Linked DNA regions of Mus musculus: region 1 is linked to region 2. The links are chromatin contacts, called in public Hi-C maps. All regions are on one chromosome and are shown on one strand. The core of a region is the stretch at or near the end of the contact, and the rest is flanking DNA. Distances in the headings are between cores, read along the strand shown.

Region 1 (5,683 bases), core at 3,025-5,524, 200 kb before region 2:
GCCCATCTCATGCTTAGGAACTGATGCACATAGTGTGGATGGATCTATATGTTAGAGATGCCACACTAGGTTCCTTGGCTCCTCTTTTCCTTGGTGCCTGTGTTTTCAAATGTGTTCTACTAAAACTTTGTCTCCCACCTGTCCCTCTCTCTGTTCCCTGTCATCTTTGGGCTGCTGCTTGAATATCATGCTAGGAACAGTACAACACCTTGCTCCCTGCAACCAGCCCTTCCCAACACTCAGATTTACCTTGCTCCAGCCTGCAACCTGCCTCACTCATGCTCACTTCCTTTTCCTGGGACAGCTGCGTCCCTCTTGTGTCTTCTCCTGCTGTTCTTGAAATTAACACCTTTCTCATGGTCACCAGAGGCTTGGCTTTCCTAATCAGTGGACAATGCTCATCTCTGCATCAGACTCAAGTATAGAGATGTGAGAAGCTCCTTAGAGATCCAGAGGAGACCTGAGTTCCCCCCTGAAGCTGAGGGCTTTTGAAGGAAACAGAGATACTGCTGTGAGGTGGGAGCGGGCAACAGCTGGAGAGAGCTTTCTAAAGATGGCTCAGGAGCAAGTCACACACAGCCTCCCACAGAACAGAACTGGGACTTTAGCTGGTCTTAAGGAGCCTTGGGCAAAACACAGTGTGACTGTCCCAACCATGATAAGCTAAGTGCTTGGAAGAGTTGAAATGATGCTATTTGAAGGTGATATGGTCGCCTTGTGTCTTAGAAAGCTGTTGTGTGTTTGATAATTGCCCAAGCTTTATCTGGGGGACTGTGATGTAACTTCATGGGAAGAAGGCAAACCCAAGTAAGATGAAGATCTTGACTTTGGCAAGAGAGCAAGTACTGCCAACAGTTGATGGTGTGGCTTTTCTTTTCCATCAAAAAACCATTGCCAAATGGCTGGGCAGGGGTTCGTAAGGACTTGTTCATGCCTCAGAACTGGCTCAGCTGTCGAGGCGGCTGTATAGGTTCTTAGCAAAGACACAGTGGGGAAACTGTATGTCACTATCATTAAGAATGTCTAAATTGGGACCTGAAGAGATGGCTCAGTGGTTAAGAGCACTCACTGCTCTTCCAGAGGACCAGGGTTCAATTTCCAGCACCCACATGGCAGCTCACAGCTACAAGATCTGACACCCTCACACAGACATACATGCAGACACATACACTAAGGCACATAAAATAAAAATAAATAATTATTTTTAAAAAATGAATGTTTAAATTTTGGGCTAGAGTGATGGTTTAGTGGTAAAGAGTACTGGCTACTCTTCCGGAAGACTCATGTTCAATGCTAGCACCCAGTGGCATCTCAAAATGGTCTGTGACTCCAGTTCCAGGGGATCTGACAACCCGACTCTCACAGAAATACACACAGGCCATAGGCAAAACTTACCAATGCACATACAATAAAAAACAAATCTTTAAAAAAAAAAAAAAAAGCCGGGTGATGGTGGCGCATATCTTTAATCCCAGCACTTGGGAGGCAGAGGCAGGCGGATTTCTGAGTTTGAGGCCAGCCTGGTCTACAAAGTGAGTTCCACGATAGCCAGGGCTATACAGAGAAACCCTGTCTGGAAAAACCGGAAAAAAAAATTTAAATTTAATGCCAGGTGCCTAAATTCTACTTTTGGGGGCTGCGGAGTGATTACAAGCACCTGTTGCTCTTGCAGAGGACCTGGGTTCAACCAGTTTCTAGCACGCACAAAATGACTCATAACCACCCACAACGCCAGAGCACCTGACACTGTCTTCAGCCTCCTCTAGCACCAGGTCCACTTGTGGCACACATACACACCACGCATCCGTGTACACAGTAAAACACACAGTATAAATAAAACTGAAAAAAAAAGGTTTTAAAAATTCTACTCCTCGAGATTATTTCACTTTGTACTGTATGCTGTCTCAGCAGAAAAAAAAAAGTTCTTTCCTGAAATGTGTCAATTCTATTTTTAAAAAGGTTCAGTGACCTATTTCTGTAATTCTCATAGACACTGAACGAACATCAGGGTCTATCTATGTAGGCTCAGCTCTGCCACTCACTGAAAAGTGACTCCTGCCAGGTGTCACCTAGAGAGGCACCATGCTGCTTCGAGGTGGAGAGGGGTAATGGCAGACTTTGGACTGTCAGGCGAGCCTGTAGAAGAGCAAACACACTATAGCTAAAGTAGACATTGCTTAAGAGCTGAACATTTCCTGGACAAAGAACCTAAGATGAGGACTGTTGAAAGAGGAACTACAGTGCGTGCTCTAAGACCTAGACAAACAGTCCGTTCCTCGGGAATCCAGGAAACGACAGTTCTGATGAAGCCATTCACAAAACCAACCTGCCGGGTGGGAAGGCAGGAGGGCGAGCACCCTTGAGTAGGTTCTGATGATATCGGTTCTGGAGGTGGGTGCTATTTACACAGAAGGGTCCCCTGGGATCGGATACAGGCAGTTGTGAGACACCCACTATTAGCACTGGAAAAGAGTTCAGATTCTCTGCCAAGGCAGTACATACCCTTAACGGCTCAGTCAAGGAAAGTGGATTTCTTTATAGAAGTGTGTTTTCTGAATGCACGGTAAAGAGTATGAGAAGCAAGCTTGCTTCCTACCTGAGTCAGCACACATGCGCCCATGCGTGGGGAACATCGCCTATGAGCTTGAAGATTCGTGTTTTTAAATTGTTAAAGATTTTGTTTTAGCCGGGCATGGTGGCGCGTGCCTTTAATCCCAGCACTTGGGAGGCAGAGGCAGGCAGTTTGAGGCCAGCCTGGTCTACAAAGTGAGTTCCAGGACAGCCAGGGCTACATAGAGAAACCCTGTCTAGAAAAGCAAAAAAAAAAAAAAACAAACAAACAAACAAAAAAACCTAGATGAAGGCTCACAGGATCAGGATATTAATGGTGTAAGACTGGTTGCAGAATTGGTGTGCATTTATTTAATGGCTGCTGGAAGGGGAGAGGGGCTGAGTAAGAGTAGACCTTGCAAGCCAAGTTAGGTTGGTCTCCTTTCCTGAGCCGTGAGTGTCTAGTTAGAAGTTCTCCAGTCTACCCCGGGCTGCTTATTCTGGTTCATGGCTGTTGCAATCCTGCCTGGACTCCTCCAGCCCTGTTTGGAAACAACTCCTGAGCCTGGAGCTAGGCAAGCCTCTCTCTACCTACCTCCTAGCCTAAGCCCCGTTCTAGCTTTTGTCAAATTATTTTCCTCTTTGCCCTGGGAGATCCCTGAGGTATCCAAGATATGGGATGGGACACCTGGATATCCATGAGAGCAGCTGCTTATTAAAGATTTATTTTTATTTATTTTATGTATATGATAACACTGTTGCTGTCTTCAGACACACCAGAAGAGGGCACTGGATCCCCATTACAGATGGTTGTGAGCCACCCTGTGGTTGCTGGGACTTGAGCTCAGGACCTCTTAAGAACAGTCAGTGCTTGTAACTGCTGAGCCATCTCTCCAGCCCGAGGGAGCACTTCTTAAGGACGTTGGTAGTAGTGCCGCAGATGCTCCAGGGTTTGGATCAGTAATAGAAAGAAACGGCAAGATGAAGGGAATCGGCGGACAGGGCTCACAATTAGCACTTTTGAGGCTCCGGGACCTGAACCCATGGATATGACCTACCTCCAATGGAAACACCCAGGGAAAAAAAATTCCAGAAGGCAGAACTCAAGGTCCCAGGATGCAAACATTAAGCTGAAACCCATGGACACAGCTCTGTGTAGGAATATCCTGTCATCCAGGCTCAGTATTTTGTAGATCTTCAGTTGCTCTCCAGGCCTCCTTGGCAGGCTGAGGGTTGCACCTACACCAAAACAGAAACTCCCAGACTTTCTTCTTCCTGGTCATTATCTCCTCAAGTAGAACACAACTATTGATGGAGCACTTACAGCGTATTGGGTAATATGAGTAATTGAGAGGCGATTTAAGGTGTATGGAAGGATGTGCTTGGCGTGTATGCAAACAGCATCTGATACATAGGATTTGAACCTCCACAGACTTTGGAATCCACTGGAACCAGTCTCTGCGGGAACACTAGACAGGAACAGGAGAAGGGTAGGAGGAGGGGTGAAGGTGAGGTCAAGGAGGCTGGCTTGCATGGAGGCACTGATCGCCTGGGTTAGTGGATACTGGGAAGTAGAAAGAAGTGGGAGGAGGGGAGGTGGCTGGATAAGAGAAACTAGGTAGCAGCAACTGATACAAATGGGGAGTGGCTAAGAAGAGGAAGTGTGGTCAGATGGAGAAGCCAGAACCACAGGAAACAATACCACGTGTGGGGAGGGCAGAAGCTTCGAAGGGGGCACGCCTGGCAAAAAGAGGAAGGCAGCCATTTGCAGCAGGGTCACGAAACCCAGGAGGAGGAGTGCTCCCCAGGCAGTTGTATGGGATCACAGATGTCCTAGGCCCTGTGCCCAGTACTATGCATGGATTATCTGAAGTGAATCACAGAACAACAGTATGCTCACCCATTTTACAGATGAGCCAGCTGGCACCCTGACTGGCTAAAGAACGTGTCCATGGTCACCAGGGAAGGAAGTAAGGAACAGGGAATCCAGACTCTCTTTTTTTTTTTTTTTTTTTTTTTTTTTTTTTTGGTTTTTCGAGACAGGGTTTCTCTGTGTAGCCCTGGCTGTCCTGGAACTCACTCTGTATACCAGGCTGGCATTGAACTCAGAAATCCACCTGCCTCTGCCTCCTGAGTGCTGGGTGTGCGCCACCACTGCCCGGTGGGATCCAGACTCTTAAGGGTAGATGGCATCTGAGGGAGAGGAAGGCTGCGAAACTGTCCAGAGAGATGGTTAATAGAAACAGGTGGTGCTTCTTAGTGGCTTCTTAGGGTCGGGGGTGATAGGTCAACAAAGTAAAAGCTGAGCGATGTATATCTGTATGTGTGAGGGGAGGTAGTATGGATACACACACACACACCATATACAACTTTGTACTCAGTATTCAACAAAAAAAGATTTTCTTTTTCTTTTCCTAATCTACACCCTTTTTCCAGAACCTAGCTGACTGTAGAGTTCCCAGGAGAAGAAATCAAAGAAAAAGACTTCTGCATCTCCTGTCTTAGCTACTTTTGCACTGTTATGAAGAAACACTATGACTGAGGCAACTTATAAAAGAACGAGTTTATTGGGGTTCACAGTCACAGAGCATTAGAGTCCATGGCCATCGTGGCGTGGAGCATGACAGTGGGCAGACAGGCATCGCACTGGAGCGGTAGCTGGGAGCTTCCATGCTGAGCTGCATGCAGGCAGAAGGCAGAAAGAGAGTGAGTGAGTGAGTGAGTGAGGCTAGGCTGAGGTGGGCTTCTGAAACCTCAAAGCCCACCCCCAATGACCTACGGCAAGGGCACAAGGATTTCTCCCAATCCTTCCCAAACAGTTCCACCAAACTAAGGACCAAGCATTCAAACACATGAGCCTGTGGAGGTCTCTATCATTCAAATCACCACGGCTTTCAAAGACCAGAACACAGAGAGGGTATCCTCGAGAGACCTGAAAACCGTTGAGGCTGGTGCTTTGCCCCAGATTTACTCCTCTCCTTCCTAGGTGTTTGATTGGCTGACTTTACAACCTCCCTGGAGGTCAATAGGTTCCTACCCTGCAGCCAGCCTCTGCCCCACAGTATCTGAGCTCCTGCTCTCTCTCTCCATTTCCCTGACAAGTCTCAGTTACATCCCAACCTGCTTCTACATT
Region 2 (5,448 bases), core at 1,434-3,933:
GTTCTAGCTGGAGCAGCCAGCGTCTTGGATACAGAGAGCTTGGTTACTCACAGAGGACATCTCTGAGCTGATCTGTGTAGGATTTTTTTTTTTTAAGTTTTAACAAATTGTAGGGAGGGGCCAGGGGAAATACTCCCTATATAGAGCAGTAGACTTCTTAGTATCTTGATTCAGAGCACCCAGTCAAAAGCCAATACCAGGCACGACTCGGGGTTCTCTCGGGATGCTTCCCACTGAGAAAGGTTTCCAGAGCATGAGCTGGGCCATCACCATCTCAGTCAGAGCTTTAGTGAAATACACTGGGTAACATCATAACAGCTCTAGTTTGTTTATTTATTTACTTATTCGTTTGTTTGTTTGGTTATTTACATCTGATACAGGGTCTCACTGTGTAGCTAAGCTAGCCTCTAACTAGCAATCTTCCTGCTTCAGCCTCCTGAGAGTAAGGATTGCAAGCCTGTGCTACCATGCCTGACTACTTCATTTTTTTCTTTTTAGTTTTAGGTTTATTTACTTTATGTGTATGAATGGATGCTAACCGGTATGATATATATATATCATACCGCATGCCTACCTGGTGCCTGAGGAGGTCACTGACACTGGATCCCCTGGAACTGGAGTTACAAATGGTTGCACTAGGAATTGAACCCAGGTCCTTTTCAAGAGCAACAAGTGCTCTTAACCCCTACAGTCATCTCTTCCCACTTCAACTTTTCAAATGGGATTTCATCACTATAGCAAACAAAAGGTGACAATTTAGAATTTATTACTAAAAAACAAATAAATAAAACCCTTTCATCCAGGCAATGGTGGTACAATGCCTTTAATCCCAGCATTTGGGAGGCAGAGGCAGGCAGACTTCTGAGTTCAAGGCCAGCCTGGTCTACAGAGTGAGTTCCAGGACAGCCAGGGCTACACAGAGAAACCGTGTCTCAAAAAAACAAAAAACAAAACAAAAACAAACAAGCAAACAAAACAACAAAAAACCCTTTCAAATGTATTTAATCATAGTCACAAATAGAAATTAGGGCAAGACCTCTCAAAAAGCTATCACAGTGTTATCTCATCTTGTAAAACTCATTTTGCTAATTCATTCTCAGCCTGTGGTTTGCTATGGGAATGTAAACATATCCACAGAAACAGGGTAGTAAAATGAACCCCCATACCCATCACCACCTTCAGTAACTGTAAACTCTTGGTCATCTTGTCTGTTCTTTTTTTTCACGCCTGTACCCTCCACATTATTTTGAAGATTCCAGTCATTGTACATTTTCACTCATTAAGTATTTCAAAATGCATCTCTTAAAGATAAGGATCCTTCCTCTAACATTTTATTAGGAAAAAATTGGAAGCATACAGCAAAGTTGGAAGCTGTACACCCAACTGGTTATACTGTTTTGTTGTATAGACACCCATCTGTTCCTTCATCCATCAGCCCTCTTGGTTTAAAGAATGCTTTTCAGAGTAACTTGCAGACATCTTGCAGACTTCGCTTTAAGCACTTCAACATGCATATTATAAGCTGGAGTTTAATATCTGTTTATGGCTTTCTTCCCATTGAACACAACATTTACCTCACTGAAATACACGTCTGAAGTTCACATTTGCTGCATCTTGACAGATGTAACCCACACGCCTATGGAGACAGAATATTACCGTCAGTCCAGAAAGTTCCTTTTTTGCCTCTTCCTACTCAATTCCCACCAACACTCATAACCCCAGCCTCGTTTTCTGCCGTATGGATGTACAGAAGTACTTGGGAGTCTTTTCCTTGTCTGTTATGACCAAAGAAACTCGAAAGTGAAGCCTGGTCCCCTGCACAGCAGGCACAGGCTCCGCCCACCACTGTGCTACACTCCTTGCCCCTATACTTGCTCTTTGCTTTGTTCTTGCCTCTCCACCTTGTTGTGGGCCCGTACAGCGTTTCCCAAGTTGAATGGGGGACTTCCTATTTCTAGCCCCACTTCTTACCCCAGAGCAGGCTCCTGTGTGCTGTGTCAGGATTTTGTCTGAGTCAAGGTATTCATTGCTAAAGAGATTTTTGGAAACCAATGCTGGGGTCTTTTCAGTTCTAAGTTTATTTTCATTTCATTTTAAATCACATTGGGCTTTTCGTAGTTCCTTGAGCATGGCTCAAAATTACCTTGGTCACCACTGGCCTGGCCTTTCCCAGGCAAGGTCCTTTGTGGGTATAGGCAGAGGTTACTCTGTCACAAGGTTTTTTATTCCATGTCTGGCCAGTGTGATAGGGTTGGGGCATGGGAAATACCCAAGGGGGCCCCACCCTCTCAGAGGTGAAGGGGAGAGGGGATGGGGGGAGTGACTATATGAGGGGGGACCAGGAGAGGGGGCAGAGTTTGGGATGTAAATAAATAAAACAAAACAACCAAACTGAAAAATTTTTCATAAATAACAATAAAACAAGTGATGCAGTCTTAAGTGCTAGCATAGCATGTGTGAACCACTGGCTTCAATCCCTTGCACATCAATGAGGAGACAAAAGATATTTGTACATCTTGTCCTGCGAACTTCCCAATTACTTGGTAGTACAGAGAGATTTCAAAGAATGCCTGTCCTCTGAAATTACAGAGGCACTGGATTGCCTCACTCTTCCCTGACCCTGTCTTGGGGTGACTGGGTAATGGTTTCTCTCCTTGTCATCTCTGGCCCAAGCCCTGAAGCCCGCTGAGTCATCTGTGTGTCTGTCTCCTTCCTAGACTCGTGCCTCTTTTCAGGCTCCTCTTCCTCCAGGAAGTAGTGCTTCCTCTCTCTGGCTTTTGCTGAAACCCACGCTTGAAAGAATTTTGGAGTAGACAGCAGATGTTTCTAAAGGTTTAGGAATTTGCAGGTTTGCACCAGAGGCATGCAAAAGGTATTTTAAATGTTTAATTTCAGAAATTCCTATATTTCAAGAACCTTGTTTTTCAAATCAGTTTTGTTTTTGCCTTTTCTGCTTTCTTTATTAGACGGCAAGGTGAGTCTTTCTAACCTCAGGTGAGATGGGTCTAAGGTGGCCTTCCTACCTCAAAAGTCCAATTAACTAAATATTCCTCACAGGTTTGCCAAACAGCTTGAGTTTTTAGTTAATTCCAGATGTAGTCAAGTTGACAAGAACAGCCACCACAAGACCACTCCTCATCAACTTGATACACAATCATATCTCCATATCACGATTAATCTTCAAATGAAAACAAGAACCAGTTACAATCATGCCTAATGTGACATAAGTATCCCATGTACAACTGCAATTGCATTATATAGTTCAGAGTAGGTGGCAATATCCTTTGAGGGATATTCTTTTAGTATCTCAAAACTTTATCTGATAACCACTGATATTTTCTCAACTATCTTATTTACTGTAATGTTGCTGTGAAGAGATACCGTGACCAATGCAAGTTATAAAAGAAAGCATTTAATTGCTTACAGTTTTAGGGGATTTAGTCCATGATCATCACAGTAGGAAGAAGACAGGCATGGCATTGGGGAAGTAGCTGAAAGCTTTGCATCCTGACACATATGTAGCAGACAGAGTGACAAAGAGAAAGATGGAAAGAGAGAGGACAGAGAGTCAGAGAAAGAAAGAAACAAAGAAACACAGAGAGACTGGGTCTAGAAAAGCTTTTAGGAACCTCAAAACCCACCCCAGTGACATACCTCTTCCAACAAGGCCACACCTCCTACTCCTTACCAAAACAGTCCCACTTCCTGGTCACTGGGCATTCAAATATATGAGCCTCTAAGGCCTTTCTCATTTAAAGCATCACAGTAAATGTGGAAACATTTTGTGTACTAAATGTATAAAAACAACCTAACTATATATCAATGGCTAAATGTATAAGATAAATACACATATGTATGCATATAGTTGTACACAAATATTATTCACTCGTAGAAAAAGAACTGCTGCTGGGCATGGTGACTCATGTCTGTAATCCCAGAGCCCAGACTGCAATGTGAGACTATCTCAAAACAACAACAAAAAAAAACAACAACAACAAAAGCCAACCCTCTAACACACACACACAAGAATGCTTCAGATATCAATATCTTAAAATATGCCAGGTATATGGTAGATACTTAATAATTACTTGCCAAACCTGAATTATTGCTTTTGCTTAATAGGCTGATAATTGTATTATTTTTGTTTAATATGCTAACATGTATCTACTGATTTATAAATCTAGAGATTGGATGTCTTGTTCAAATTTAGTTGACATTTTCATTTTCTGTACAGCGACAGTGAGTCTAAACTGTGGGGCAGAGCCATTCTAGGACAAGCATGTGAAATATTTCTTCTGCTGTTTGATAGAGTATTGGGTCAAAGGAACAGTGTCCCCAAACCTTGTAACCAAGGAAGGTGTGCAGGCTAGCTCTACATCGACTTGACACAAACTATAGTCATCTGAGAGGAGGGACCCTCCATTGAGAAAATGGCTCCATAAAGTCAGGCTGTGGGCAAGCCTGGAGAGCATTTCCCTAATTAGTGATTGATGGAGAAGGGCCCAGCCCATGGTCCGCGCTTCTACAAGAAAGCAAGCTGAGCAAGCCATTTGGAGCAAGTCAGTAAGCAGCACCCCTCCATGGCTTCTGTATCAGCTCCTGCCTCCAGGTGTCTGTCCTGTTCCTGGCCTGGCTTTCTTCAGTAATGGACTGTAATGTGGAAGTGTAAGCCCAATAAACCCTTTCTTGCCAATTTGCTTTTTGGTCATGATGCTTCCAGAAATATATGAAGGAAAAATATTGTTACAGTAGTCTTGGATGGACTCTCGCCTCAACGTAGGCTTTGGACCTCACCTCCCAACCCCCTAGTAATACTAGAAATGTAAGCATCAGTTTTGCTCCACTGTAGGCTTTTTAAATCCCATATGAAAAGGTGGAGCTCCCAGGGCGTTGTTGAATCCAATAAGGGAAAACTGCTTCCTCCTGGTCCACAGAAGGAAAGTTTATCTTTGGCCCTGGGAAGAGACATGACATTCTGACCTACTCCAAAGATCACAGCATTACATACTATTGTCTCTCTCTTCCCTTGAGAATTAATCCAGCCGAGCCTGTCAATCACAGGTCTAGGGGACAAGCCCTGCCCCTGTTTCTTCTGGTAAGGCTGATTCTCCTGAAGCCATGCTAAGGAAAGGGGAGGACTCACTATCCTCTAATGAGATAACGTACTTACTTACTCTTCGCCCAAACTCCACGCAATTGTATGCAGATCTTTCCATAAAGTAGCGCTGCAGAGCTGAGCTGTTCCCCTCAGTAAAACCTAACTTTTCCTTCTCTTCTATCTCTGACCAAAGCCTGGGTAGGCTTTCTCTGGTACTCTGGACTTTCTCATTCATTCTCTGAAACTCCCCAGTCCTATTTCTACCGAGCTGCTGTTTGTCAATCACGTGGCTGCTTGGCCGATCTCCACTGCTAAATATCCTCCGTGTTCTGTCTTCCTCTTCCCAGCTT

Evidence for each region. A called contact is a pair of places that touch in the nucleus more often than the background predicts.
Region 1: a Hi-C map of ECoMG myeloid progenitors shows a contact between it and region 2, with 5 times the contacts expected there. The contact joins two enhancer-like sites. A contact is called at or near these places in 4 of 484 Hi-C or Micro-C datasets (CD8 T cells, ECoMG myeloid progenitors, embryonic stem cells and 1 more) and 1 of 115 datasets of contacts at active chromatin or transcription factors (fibro-adipogenic progenitors).

Annotation. Positions count from the first base shown.
Region 1 is chr2:73,052,817-73,058,499 of GRCm38.p6, reverse strand. No RefSeq gene overlaps it. Among named protein-coding and RNA genes, the nearest start is that of Gm39850, 47 kb to the right of the region's middle. Within about 2 kb of position 4,274, at least 117 of the 459 cell types and tissues checked have an H3K27ac peak or open chromatin away from gene starts, as enhancers often do. A contact at or near this core is called in CD8 T cells and ECoMG myeloid progenitors, where this site is marked.
Region 2 is chr2:72,849,921-72,855,368 of GRCm38.p6, reverse strand. The region is part of intron 1 of Gm39849 (a long non-coding RNA gene); the gene reads left to right. Among named protein-coding and RNA genes, the nearest start is that of Gm39849, 9.1 kb to the left of the region's middle. Within about 2 kb of position 2,683, at least 25 of the 459 cell types and tissues checked have an H3K27ac peak or open chromatin away from gene starts, as enhancers often do. A contact at or near this core is called in CD8 T cells and ECoMG myeloid progenitors, where this site is marked.